Regions from separate parts of the Rattus norvegicus genome. Here region 2 is linked to region 1. The links are chromatin contacts, called in public Hi-C maps. All regions are on one chromosome and are shown on one strand. The core of a region is the stretch at or near the end of the contact, and the rest is flanking DNA. Distances in the headings are between cores, read along the strand shown.

The links. A called contact is a pair of places that touch in the nucleus more often than the background predicts.
Region 2: a Hi-C map of liver shows a contact between it and region 1, with 3 times the contacts expected there. The contact joins the promoter of Hectd3 here to the promoter of Hpdl in region 1. A contact is called at or near these places in 12 of 12 Hi-C or Micro-C datasets (the A7r5 cell line, the Rat2 cell line, Schwann cells and 7 more) and 1 of 1 datasets of contacts at active chromatin or transcription factors (oligodendrocytes).

What each region holds. Positions count from the first base shown.
Region 1 is chr5:135,523,180-135,529,566 of GRCr8, forward strand. It overlaps Hpdl (4-hydroxyphenylpyruvate dioxygenase-like), which reads right to left and starts at 1,685. Exons shown (of 1, transcript NM_001014068.1): 1 at 79-1,685. The coding sequence starts at 1,445. The coding sequence ends at 330.
Region 2 is chr5:135,704,578-135,710,934 of GRCr8, forward strand. Hectd3 (HECT domain E3 ubiquitin protein ligase 3) reads left to right here and starts at 1,860. Exons shown (of 21, transcript NM_001399212.1): 1 at 1,860-2,331; 2 at 2,521-2,681; 3 at 2,944-3,036; 4 at 3,114-3,249; 5 at 3,498-3,613; 6 at 3,702-3,815; 7 at 3,950-4,032; 8 at 4,437-4,602; 9 at 4,805-4,886; 10 at 6,046-6,228. The coding sequence starts at 1,963. It overlaps Urod (uroporphyrinogen decarboxylase), which reads right to left and starts at 803. Exons shown (of 10, transcript NM_019209.1): 1 at 747-803; 2 at 3-115. The coding sequence starts at 766.

The DNA of each region.
Region 1 (6,387 bases), core at 435-2,934:
CGACAGTCGCCAAACTTGCAGGGTGGCTGGGAGAGAAATGCAGGAAGAAGACACACACACAGAGGCTCAGGATCCAGGTTGTGTCCTATGGCCTGTTCCTTTATTTACATTACCTAAACGTGTTAGCCATTTTAGGGGTTGTTACTATTTTAAATCCCATCTCAGGGACTGCTTGGGATGAGATCACCCTGCCCCTGAGGGAATGATAGCCTTTATTTGGGTGTAATTCTGTGGAGGTGTGGTCCTGCGGGATGTGTCAGTTCCAGCAGGCCTGTGCTGGACTCCTCAGAGCACCAAGGACAAGTGGCAACTCCCATTTCTAGCTGGGGTTAGGTTCCCTGAGCCCTGGCAGCTTCCTCTTGCACCGACTGCCATAGTGCACGAATGTTGTTCTGGCCAAAGCCTGTGGCCCCCTGTCTCTCAATCAGTTCCAGGAAGAAAGTGTCCTCATCAAAGAGGGACTTGGTGAAGACTTGAAGCAAAAACTCATCTTTATCTCCATCTAGCAGGATTCCCTGCCGTTCTAGAAAGCTAGGCTTGTGCCCTGAGGCTAAGATTTGTTCCTCTTTGCCGGGCTGCTGGTAATAAGCTTCAGGAGGAGTCAGGAGCCGGCCTCCCGCCTTCGCCATTCCTTCAGAAGCATCTATGATGTTAGGAGTGTACAGTCCTACGTGCTGCAGGCCTGGCCCTCCGTGCCGGGTTAGAAATTGTTCTACCTGGTCCTGTTCGCTGGTGAGTCCCGGGAGGGACTCTGCCAGCACAAGGGTGGGGACAGTACTATTTGGCAGAGTCTGCAAGGCAGTAAGCCGCAGTCCCCCTCGCCCAGACCCTACAGCCACCTTGAGGCCCAGCTCCGGATCCTCACCTGGGCTCAGCGGTAAATGATGAAACCCTAGGCAGTTGTGGAACCAACGCATAAGTGTAGGGGAGCTGCCTGAGGTGCAGGCCAAGGTCAAGTGGTCCACGTGGCTGACCCAGCCCGGGCCAGGAGTGCAAGGCAGAGGTCTGAACCCGGGCAGGAAAGATCCTCGATAGCCAGCACGCTGCAGCAAGGTAAGGCTTAGATTACCAGCCGGAGAGCTGACCACTGTGTAGGTGGCTGTGCCCTGTGCATCTCTCACCCTAGTGGGTGGTACCGGCATGATGCAGCCGCGAGCCGCCAGTGCCCGGGCGGCGCGGTCCACATCCTCCACGTCGAAGCACAGGTTCGTTGCGCTGGGCACCGAGTGATGAGGGTCCAGGCCATACAGTGGCTCCCGCGGCCCGGTACCCTCATTCACTAGAAAGACAGCGTCCCCGCTGCGCAGGGCCAGCTGTCTCCAGCCGCCTGCTTCCCGCACAGCCAGGGGCTGGAAGCCGAAGATGCGTTGTAAGTCTCTCGCTAGGGGCTGCCCAGCCGGCACATGGAAGGCGATGTGACACAGACGGCGGGCGGGCGCAGCCATGGCGAGCCCAATTGCCGGCCACCCGGATCTGTTCTTCTGGGGCCGCTCACCCGTTTAGAATTCAAAGACTCTTGCTCCAGGATTAATTGTTGGAAGCCGACGGAGTCCTGGTCTATCCGAAGAGCGCGTTCTTTAGTCTTTTCTGAGACTACGAACAGAGGTCACGAAGTCAAACTTTGGGGGACTTATCCTTGCTGCAGCGCCACTTCAACCAGAAGCCGGCCGAGGACCACAGGTTCTGTGGGGTGAATTGTATGAGAACCACGCGGACGCTGTGCGGGGCGGACGAGGAGGTCTGGGTGGAGCCTGAGACTCCGCCTTTCACACTCCCTCCCGCCCAGGACCTGTCTCCCGGAGTACAGCGGGGACGAAGGGCAGTTCCTTCCCAGGGCCTTGGACCAGGTCACACCCTTGGGCAATGAGCCACCCCTTCCGGGGGCCCGGAAAGTCACAATAGCCACCTTCACTCTGTGCCAGGCGCACTCTTCTCGCGACCTCAGAGCTAAGGACTGCCCTGGTGGGGGAGGAGCCCCAATCCTTTCTCTACAAACGGTGAATATTCTTGGCCTGGTGCTTTTTCTTTACAATTCCAAAGTTTGCGTTCAAGTCCAGGCTCTGTTAACGTTTTACTTTTTATTTTTAATATTAAAATATTTTCAGTTACAGATTTTCAATCCCTAAACGGGGTGGAGAAATTGATAGAAAAGCAAGCATTTACATCTCCGTCTGGCAATCCCCACTTCACCTGACTCGTCAATTCTCCTTCTAAGTCTAAGTGAGATTTGGAGGGGTTAGAAAACTACTAAAACGCTGCTGTCGTGTTTTGTTTATTCTTTCTGTCAGGAATTATTGCTCCTCGCCTTAATAGGCCTCCAAGAACAGCTCGGGACTTCCTAAAGATATCAGCCTGGGGAACTCAAGATGTGTGAGATCACTAGAATGAGGAAACGGGAAGTCTTGTGGGACCTGAGCTGGAAGGTCCTTGAAGCAAGGTTAGATAGAGGACGTTGAAACGTGAAAGAAAACCTCAGAGAAGATGCAAGCCAGACTCGGAACAATTGTGCTGAGAAGACATTTGGGAAGGTCACCATGCCCAGAAATTCCTTGGTCAGGCAGTGAGAGAAGGCTAGGGGACTAGACTTAGACAAGGAGGCTTGTCAAGGTGTTCAGGATTGCAAGCAGGAGATCAACACCTCTTCCTCTGACCAGTGATCAGGAGAATATGGATTCCAGAGCTAAGTAGACCTGGGTTAGAAATCTATCGCTAACATCTCACAGGACTTTGGTCATGTTGGATAATTTCTCAAAGTTTCCTTATCTACAAAAACAGGATTTCCCTCACTCCAAGGCTAAGGATCAATATCTAGGGTCTCGCACAGGCACTTAACTACTTGTCACCTGTAACCCAGATTGCTGTGGTTGAGACACTATAAGTGTCCAATCAATTGTAGCTGTAACTGTTGTCTTATTTTCATTACACAATGTCAGCGTTACTTCCCAGAAGGTGTTGCATGACGTCTTTGGAGACATGGAGTGGGCATAGACTGCGTTGACTTGGGTCAAAGGCAGCCAAGTCAAGGAGCAGCTCTGATAATGGCCCAGAACATGCTATGACTCCTTTTGGGGAGTTTTGGATAGCATTAATACCTGGTTCCCTCCTCCCTAGGGATTGAACTCAGAGCACTGTGGATGTTAGATAAATACTCAGCCATCGATTTGCTTTCTAGCCCCAGGTCCTTTCTTCTCCCATACCCCAGAGACCTCAGCTTCATCTGCCTTCATTGCTAGACTTGAACCTCTGTGGAAAGGAAGGGGACTGCCTTAGGGAGGGCGTGTCCTAGTTACAGCCCAGCCTTACAGTTTTCTTGAATTTAACCCTGCTTCCTAGTGAGGGTGATAGTGAATGATAAAATGGAAGAGGAAATACCCCTAGTACTAAATCCTAGATTGTGCTCATTTTCGTTTTTCAGGCAGATACAGCTGAGGAATGGAAACCTAGCAAATGGATAAGGCTGTAACACGTGAACCTGGTTATGTAGGACTGGACTGAAGTGGCTGACACAACCAAGAGGGTCACAGAAAGACTGTAGCCTCAATGCCAGGACATTGTAGGACCATGTAGGAAGGCCCTGGTTTTGGTGGATTCTGAGACCTGAAAATACTGCTGTGAATACTGGGATGATGGTTTTGTTTTGTTTGTTTGTTTGTTTTTTTTAAAGATTTATTTACTTTATATAAGTACATAGTAACTGTCTTCAGACACACCAGAAGAGAGCATCAGATCCCATTACAGATGGTTGTGAGCCACCATGTTGTTGCTGGGATTTGAACTCAGGACCTGTGGAAGAGCAGTCAGTGCCCTTAACCACTGAGCCATCTCTCCATCCCTCATACCTTGAGTTTTATACTCAGGGCTCTATAATCTATACCCTCCAAGCCTTTGCTTTCAAGGTCTCCAAGTACAGAAAAGTGAGTATAAATAAGGCCACTGGCCCTTGGCACCCCACGTGCTTAGGAAGGAGACTGCAAGAATTAGGAAGATTAAGTGGATATGGTGGGTTTGGCTGGAAATGTGGTGTCCTGAAAAATTGTCGTATTTGACACAGGTTAACAGTTTGGGTTTTCAAGGAACAGTGAAGGTAGATGTGGCTGTGGATGTTGGTCCTCTGTGGTGTACAAAACACCACCCACTTAGGGCTCTGGGGAACCTCCAAAAGATGTCATCTTAATGACGATTACCCTCCTGCTGGGGCTACTTGTGTTGGGGTCAGCAAGAGTGAAGCGGAACGGAGGACGCCACCGGAAAGCAAGCTGTCGGGCAAGGAAGCAAGGTCGTGGGACTACGGGAGCTTCCTGCCTTGTAAATCCGCTAGGTCAGGTGAGGTAGGGGAGAGCTTGGGCTGTGGAGAGCGGAGTCTAAGTCATAGAACAGCGCCTAGCCTGCAGGTCTCGACACTAAACCTGGCGGACAGCAGTAGCTCGCTCGGCTTGCTAGATCTTCCGGGTCCTCTGCTCAGGGACACACAGCCTCGAACAGCCGGGTCCGGCGGCGCGCCCCGGGCCCACCCAGCAGCAGGCTACTCTGATGACCTCCCGAGTCTTCTCAGTGCTCTTTTACCTTTCCCTTCCGCCGGAAGCGGCTCCGCAGTTTTGGATCCGCCCCCTTTCCCCTCGCTTGACTGCCGCGGGTTGGCCCTGGAAAACCTCAGGGAAGGTGACCTTAATTTTTTTTTTCAAGTTGTGCATATACACAGACCATACGTATTTACTAACGAATTAAAGCAACAATGACAAAATGTACAAATCTCATGTAGCCCAGACTGGTCTCTAATCCGTTTGTAACTGAGATCGCTGTTACTGAAGATCCTCCTACCTCCAGAGTGCTGGGATTATATGTGTGCACCGCATTTGGTTTATGAAATGCTGGGAATGGAACATGGAACCTAAGACTGGATGCGTGCTAGGCAAGCATGCCACAAGCTGGGCTTACATCCCCAGCCCCAACTGACTGGGTTTTTGTTGTTTTGTTTCTCGAGACAGGGTTTCTTTGTGTAGCCCCGCTGTCCTGGAACTGGCTCTGTAACCAGGCTGGCCTTGAAATCAGAGATCCACCTGCTTCTGTCTCCTGAGTGCTGGGATTAAGGGCGTGGGCCACCACCGCCCAGCCCAATTTAACTTTTCTTTTCTTAAGGTTTATTTATTTTATATAGAGTACACTGTAGCTGTCTTCAGATACACCAGAAGAGGGTGTCAGATCCCATTACAGATGGTTGTGAGCCACCGTGTGGTTGCTGGGAATTGAACTCAGGACCTCTGGAAGAGCAGTCAGTACTCATATCTGCTGAGCCATCTCTCCAGCCCCCCAATTTAACTTTTAAAAGTGTATAGTTAGATGGGAGTAAGAATATTAAAGCCAGGAGAGAAACATCCCTGACTTCTTCACTTTTGGAACAGGCCCCAAGTGAAAGGAGCCAGGCAGGAGGGAGGGGAGAAAAGAAAGCAGGCTTTACCTTGGTATAGCTCCAAGGCTCCCTAGCATACTAGAAGCCCTGGATTAATACCCCAAACAACAAAACTAAAATAGAGAGTCAAATACTGTACAATTCCACTTACATGAGGTCTATTCTGAAGTTGTTACCATCATAGATACAGATGAATGGTGGCGGAGGAGGAGAAATATGGAGTTGGGATCTTAGGAGTACAGTTTCAGTTGTGTGGTGGTAGCCACACGCTTGAACAATATCCTGTGTTTATTGTTTCTTTGAAACAGGGTCTAACTCTGTAGCCCAGACTGACCTCAACTTCCTGTCAGTCTTCCTAGCTCAGCCTTCCAACACTAGGATCACGGGTGCCAGGCACGAAATACGGCTCCACATGTATGTGCCGGCACCTGTGTGTCACAGACAGGTGGGAAGTGGAAGACAACGTCCAGAAATTCTGGTTGACCACTGTGTGTTCTGGGCTGCAGCTCAGGTTTGGTGGCAAGGGCCCTTACCTGCTGAGCTCTCTTGCTGATCCAGCGGTCATTTTAAAACTACACATGCCGGGGCTGGGGATTTAGCTCAGTGGTAGAGTGCTTACCTAGGAAGCTCAAGGCCCTGGGTTCGGTCCCCAAAAAAAAAAAAAAAAAAAAAAAACTACACATGCCAGCTAGACCAGTTGACACAAGCCTGCAACCCCAGCTGCTCGAGAGGCTAATTCAGACCTTCAGAGCGTATTTAAGGACAGTTGGGCACTTGGCTAGCATGTATGCGGACCCAGATTCTATCTCCAGTACCACATCAAATAATAAAGAGCACTTATGTGTACTGGTAGGTAAGTACTTTTAATAGCTTGGGTAAATTTACTCAAATTGTCTGCGATGTGCTAATGCGACTTTCCCCCGACACTCCGCCTTATAAAGCTCCGACATCATTAGTGGATTTTATGTTGTTCAGTACTC
Region 2 (6,357 bases), core at 610-3,109, 180 kb after region 1:
ACCTGGTAAGTAGCGGCCTGCTTGTCTCATGCACCAAACAGGAGTATAGTCTGTTTCCTCTCCCCAGGCTGCTCTCAAGAACGTGTCATTCTTCAGCTCCGGGAAATTCTGGAGTCTGCGGATGAGATGGAATGTACAGGTAGGAGTAAATGTCATTATGCTAGACCGTGGTTTGGGGAAGGCGTGGGTTCAGTCAGGCCGCTATCTGCCTCCTCCAGGCCTGCTTGCAAACCATGGCTCCCCACCCACAGCTCCTCCCCTCTATCAAGTTGCACACAAGTTTCCAGGAGAAGGGCCCCACTAGGGCCTCTTTCCTACACATTTGTCCACTTTCCCAAACTCAAAGAAACTGGAGGTACTAGGGAAGTGGAAAGAAAATCCAGTAAGGAAGTTTGGGGAAAGGGAGTTAATTTCAGGCAAGCTTCTGAAGCTGAGGTCCCCAAACCAAGAGAGAAAGGATCAAAGCTGATGGTCCCAGGTGCTAGTTAGTTCTGAGTCACCTAGAAAGGAAGTCTTGGAATGCAGTCCCGCAAAGTAGTCCGTGGAATGGAGATTGCGGGAAGAGGGGGGGGGGGGGGGCAGGGAACGAAAAGGTTCCGTTCCATGATTGGAAGATATGGAATCTCCGCGACTTGGGTTGGTGCTTGGAGATCTCCAGAAAAATAAGAGTTTAAGGACATATCCCTGAATTGGAAGACTCGGATCGGAAAGCAACGTAGCTACAGCGCGTGCAACAGAAAACTCACCCCAAGCCGTTCGCCTCCATGGTAAACAGTAACTGAGCGGTCACCGCTTTAATCTGAGTCTCCGCCCCTACAGTCCAGGCCCCGCCCCTTCCTGAAGAGAACCACGGGCGGCGCCATATTGAGAACCACGTGACCAGACCAGTGACAGCTGTGGGGCTGCCTTCCCCGCTGCCCGTAGGACCCCATCAATTTTTCACCGTAAAGTCCACTGTGGCGACGCAGTAACAAATGACCCAAAGGAAAATTTAAACTTTTCTCATCTGTGGTCTAGAAATACTGAAGACTTAGCACAGGCCTCGCTCTCACTCCCGTTCATAAGTCTAACAATGTTGTTTGGCAAATGAACGGTGCAGAAGGTTGTAAAGGAGCCGAAGATTTTAGAGTCCACATGTACATTACTAACCAATTTGTAGGAATGATAGAGTGCTGCTCAAGACAGGGACTGCTCTACCAATCGTTTAAACCAAAACTTGACAATCACATTTAAGTGGGCAATGATTATTAGTCTTCTGGAATTAGAAGCAACAAATAGCGTCCATCCAGAGTGATTTATACATTTCTGTCAGTGACTGAACATTTAGTCAGTCATGCGCCCCCTAAGACAGATAGTTGAGCAATTTTTATGAGATTTCTCAAGTCTGGTGTGGTAGCTCACGCTTTTAATCCCAGCAGTCGGATGGTAGAGGTGCGAGGATCTTTTAAGTTTGAGGTCAATCTGGTCTACAAAGTGAGTTCCAGTACAATCAAAGCTACACAGAGAAACCCTGTCTCAACAAAACAGTACAACACAACAAAAAGATTCCTTCAAATGTAATGTTTGTTAGGGACAGGGAGAGAAAAACATGAGGCCAAAGCATCAGAGTAGATGGAATAAAGGCTTGAACAAGGGTAGTAGCACTAGCTCTAGTTAGAGGATCGCGAGCTCGAGATCAGCCTGGGCTACATAATGAGACCTTACCTTAAGAATCTAGTTTTGAGTCTGATTTGATAAGCCAGGGTCAGGGCGGAAGGGGTGGTGAGGGGAGCGAGTCACAAAATAGGGACTATCAGAGTACACCTGACAAATTTGGTAGCAATAGGTTGTGCATTTAATCCAAAACATACGGTAAAGTAGGGTGTGAGGTGGGGCAGGGTGTGGTGGGAAGCTCTGCTTGCAGTCCCCGGGCTGCGGCGGGGCAGGGTTTCCCTGGACGAGTCTCACTTCACGGGCTTCACTATGGCCGGCCCGGGCCCCGGCGCAGCGCTTGAGTCCCCGCGACAGCTCCTGGGTCGCGTGCGCTTCCTGGCCGAGGCGGCGCGGAGCCTCCGGGCCGGGCTGCCACTGCCTGCGGCGCTGGCTTTCGTGCCGCGAGAGGTGCTCTACAAGCTTTACAAGGACCCAGCGGGACCCTCGCGCGTGCTGCTGCCTGTGTGGGAGGCAGAGGGCCTGGGACTTCGTGTGGGTGCTGCGGGCCCTGCCCCGGGCACAGGCTCGGGACCGCTGCGCGCCGCCCGTGACAGTATCGAGCTTCGGCGAGGCGCCTGCGTACGCACCACCGGCGAGGAGCTGTGCAACGGCCACGGGCTCTGGGTGAAGTTAACCAAGGTGCGCCCGGGCTGGCCGGGACCCCACAAAAGACCCCCTGGATCTAGCCAAAGCTCTGGTTGTTCCGCCCCCTTATCCCATAGTGAGCTGGCATTGCTTTCCGTGCTCTTTGCCCTGGGTTGGGCTGGGCGAGCAATTGAGCTGATTTCTGTCCCCTGACGGCTATCTCCATCTGGCGCGTCCCTGCAGGAGCAGCTGGCTGAACACCTGAGTGACTGTAGTTTGGACGAAGGCTGGCTTCTAGTGTGTCGCCCAGCGGAGGGCGGAGCCCGCCTTGTACCTATCGACACTCCAGACCACCTGCAACGGCAGCAGCAGCTATTTGGCGTGGACTACCGGCCGGTGCTCAGGTCCTGCAACTGAAGGAACGCGATTTGGCGTCTGGCGGATGCGGGGGGGGTGTGAGGGGAGGCGGGGTTGGAAACACAACCAAAATCTAAACCTTAGGTTGTGAGAGAGTTTTGGGTGGGAGTAAGAACTGGCAGAGATGAGACCTGAAGGAGGATGAGGCTTCTAGAGGCTTGGAGCTAGAACTCGAGAAGGCTCCAGATCCTAAGGTGGTTTCTGTTGCCTGTGCCTCCCTCCTCATTTACTCCACTCTGTGCCCCACAGATGGGAACAGGTGGTGGACCTGACGTACTCACATCGCCTGGGCTCCAGGCCTCAGCCAGCAGAGGCATACACAGAAGCTGTACAAAGACTACTGTGAGTTATCTGGAATGGGGTGGGAGAGGAGGGATCAGGGACTGAACCCAACTTAATTAGGGGTTTGGGTTGTTTAGCTATGTACCACCAACGTGGACATATGAGTGCGACGAAGACCTGATCCACTTCTTATATGACCACCTGGGCAAAGAAGATGAGAACCTGGGTAGCGTGAAGCAGTATGTGGAGAGCATAGATGTTTCTTCCTATACGGTGGGTGCTGGGACTCCTCCTGTGCCTAGATACAGTCACATCCCTCAGTGCTAGGTCCAGAACTCCTATCACCAAACTAGGACCACACCATCATCCCCATAGGCCATACTTAGTCCCACTACCCTTGGAACCCCTTTAAGGAACCCCAGACAGCTTTTCTACCCTACACCCACTCCAACTCTACTGTTTCTGTTCCCTAGCCCAAAACGCATGCCCAGTGTGATTCCACCTCTCCGCCCCTACCTTAGGAGGAGTTCAATGTATCCTGCCTGACAGATAGTAATGCAGATACCTACTGGGAGAGCGATGGGTCCCAGTGCCAACACTGGGTACGGCTTACCATGAAGAAAGGCACAATTGTCAAGTGAGTAGGCTCTGGGCGTGACAGGGTGGGTGAGCCATGTGCTATGGGTGCCTAGAGACTCACTCAGATACATACTCTGAGTCCTCAGGAAGCTGCTACTCACAGTGGATACCACAGATGACAACTTCATGCCGAAGCGGGTTGTGGTCTATGGGGGTGAAGGGGACAACCTGAAGAAGCTGAGTGACGTGAACATTGACGAGTGAGCAGGACTCCCTGGAGTGGGAGGTGGGACACGATGTTAACAGTGGGGCCATGCTCAGCTTGAATGGAGCCCTAGAAGTTCCTGAAGCCTGAGGCAGCAAATATCTGAACTGCTTTATGCCTGTCTCCTAGGACCCTGATCGGGGATGTCTGTGTATTAGAGGACATGACCGTCCACCTTCCAGTCATTGAGATCCGAATCGTTGAGTGTCGAGGTAGGGCTCAGGGCTATAAGGAGTCCCCGGGATGTGGGTGAGGACAGCCTGATAGCGTGGAGAGAAGGGAATGGATAGACTTGGAGTTAGGGTAAAGCTACGGCATCAGAGATAGTATACGGTGCTAGGTGTAAGCCAACCTTAAAGCCATAGAGGTAGTTGGGCTCATCTAGAAAGGAGCTGGTTGGGCTCCACAAGCATCCTAGCAGCATAGAGATGGAATGAGTGTGTGTGTGTGTGTGTGTGTGTGTGTGTGTGTGTGTGTGTGAATCACAGTAGAATCTCTGAAACTTCTGTGGCTGACAGTGACAGAATGCCCACTGTTGGGAGCCATTCCCAGGTCTGAGGGCCCAGCAAGCAGCAGGCACAGTAAATGGCCGTGTTCTGACCCCACCCATCCTCAGATGATGGGATAGATGTTCGTCTTCGAGGGGTCAAGATCAAGTCATCTAGACAGCGGGAGCTAGGGCTGAATGCAGACCTGTTCCAGCCGGCCAGTCTGGTGCGATATCCACGCCTGGAAGGCACTGACCCTGAAGTGCTGTACCGCAGAGCTGTCCTTCTGCAGAGGTAGGTAGGGTCCTGGCCCTGCAGGCCTCTCTTCCTTCCCTAAGCCTTGGGAATCTGCATGGAGGAGGCCCCAAAGTCTGGTAAAATAAATCATTCTGCTTCGAGGCCCAGAGCACCTCCTGAGCCTCGCTTCTGTCCCTGCGGATTAGAGACTGGGGTCTTACATTCATGCCAAACTCTTTATATTACCACCCTACCACAGATTCATCAAAATCCTGGACAGTGTCCTGCACCACCTAGTACCTGCATGGGACCACACACTGGGCACCTTCAGTGAGATTAAGGTGAGACTGGGCCTATAGTACTTCTCAGGACATTGGGCTATTTGCCTAGTTTTCTTTTCTTTTTTTTTTTTTAAGATTTTATGTATTTTTATGTATTTTATGTATATGAGTACACTGTAGCCGTCTTCAGACACACCAGAAGAGGGCATCAGATCCCATTACAGATGGTTGTGAGCCACCATGTGGTTGTTGGGATTTGAACTCAGGACCTCTAGAAGAGCAGTCAGTGCTCTTAACCGCTGAGCTACCTTTCCAGCCCTTAGTTTTCATTCTTTAGCAGAAAGTTCCTAGAACCCTCTGGGGCTAGACCCTTATTGGTTCTGAAAACCAAGAAGAAAGCCAGACACGGCTGACCAAAAGTTAGTGTTTGAGGGGCCAGTTTCCAGACAGGCTGTGAAACGTGCTATAGGAGGGGAGGAAAAGTAACAACTCAGGCGGGGCCACTGTCCGAAAGGGGCCCAGTGGGTCCTACAGCAGCTCCACATGACTTAAGGAAACCATACAGCTAGGTATGTATGACCTGAGGCTGGAACCTGGCTGACAGGAAGCACAGTCTCTTCTCAAGAGGCTTGTGTAACAGGCTGGGACGCAGAGACTCTTCTCTGGTTGGTGGAAGTCAGAGAAAGTTTGTAAGAATGTTAGATTTGCGGGTTGGGGATTTAGCTCAGTGGTAGAGCGCTTGCCTAACAAGCACAAGGCCCTGGGTTCGGTCCCCAGCTCCAGGAAAAAAAAAAGAAAAGAAATTTAAAAAAAAAAAAAAAGAATGTTAGATTTGCGTTAATGTTTTAAGTTTTCCCCCTCTGTGGTTAATTTAAAAGAAAAACTAGAGGCAAGAGTAGAGTGGATAGGGCTGGAGAGACGGCTCAGTGGTTAAGAGCACCCGACTGCTCTTCCAGAGGTCATGAGTTCAATTCCCAGCAACCACATGGTGGCTCACAACCATCTGTAATGAGATCTGATGCCCTCTTCTGGTGTGTCTGAAGCCAGCTACAGTGTACTTATATATAATAAATAAATAAATCTAAAAAAAAAAAAAAAGAGTAGAGTGGATAGACTTGGACTGGAGCGGTGGAGTGGGGTCCAGGTGTAGAGGAAAGTCCCAGGGCCGAGACACTAGTGACTGCCCACTCACTCTGCCCTGGCCACCTTTCCTCACCAGCAAGTGAAACAGTTCCTGCTGCTGTCACGCCAGCGGCCCAGCCTGGTAACACAGTGCCTGCGCGATTCAGAAAGCAGCAAGCCCAGCTTCATGCCGAGGCTGTACATCAACCGGCGCCTTGCCATGGAACACCGTGCCTGCCCTTCTCGGGACCCAGCCTGCAAGAATGCAGTTTTCACCCAGGTCTGGACTAGACTGAGGGAGGGCCAGAAAGGGCCTAGGGGTTTGATTCAAGAGAGACTTGAGCAAGGCCTTTGAGCAAGAATAGGGACAGCTCTAACACAGACTTCCCTAACTCCTCCTCTTGCCCCC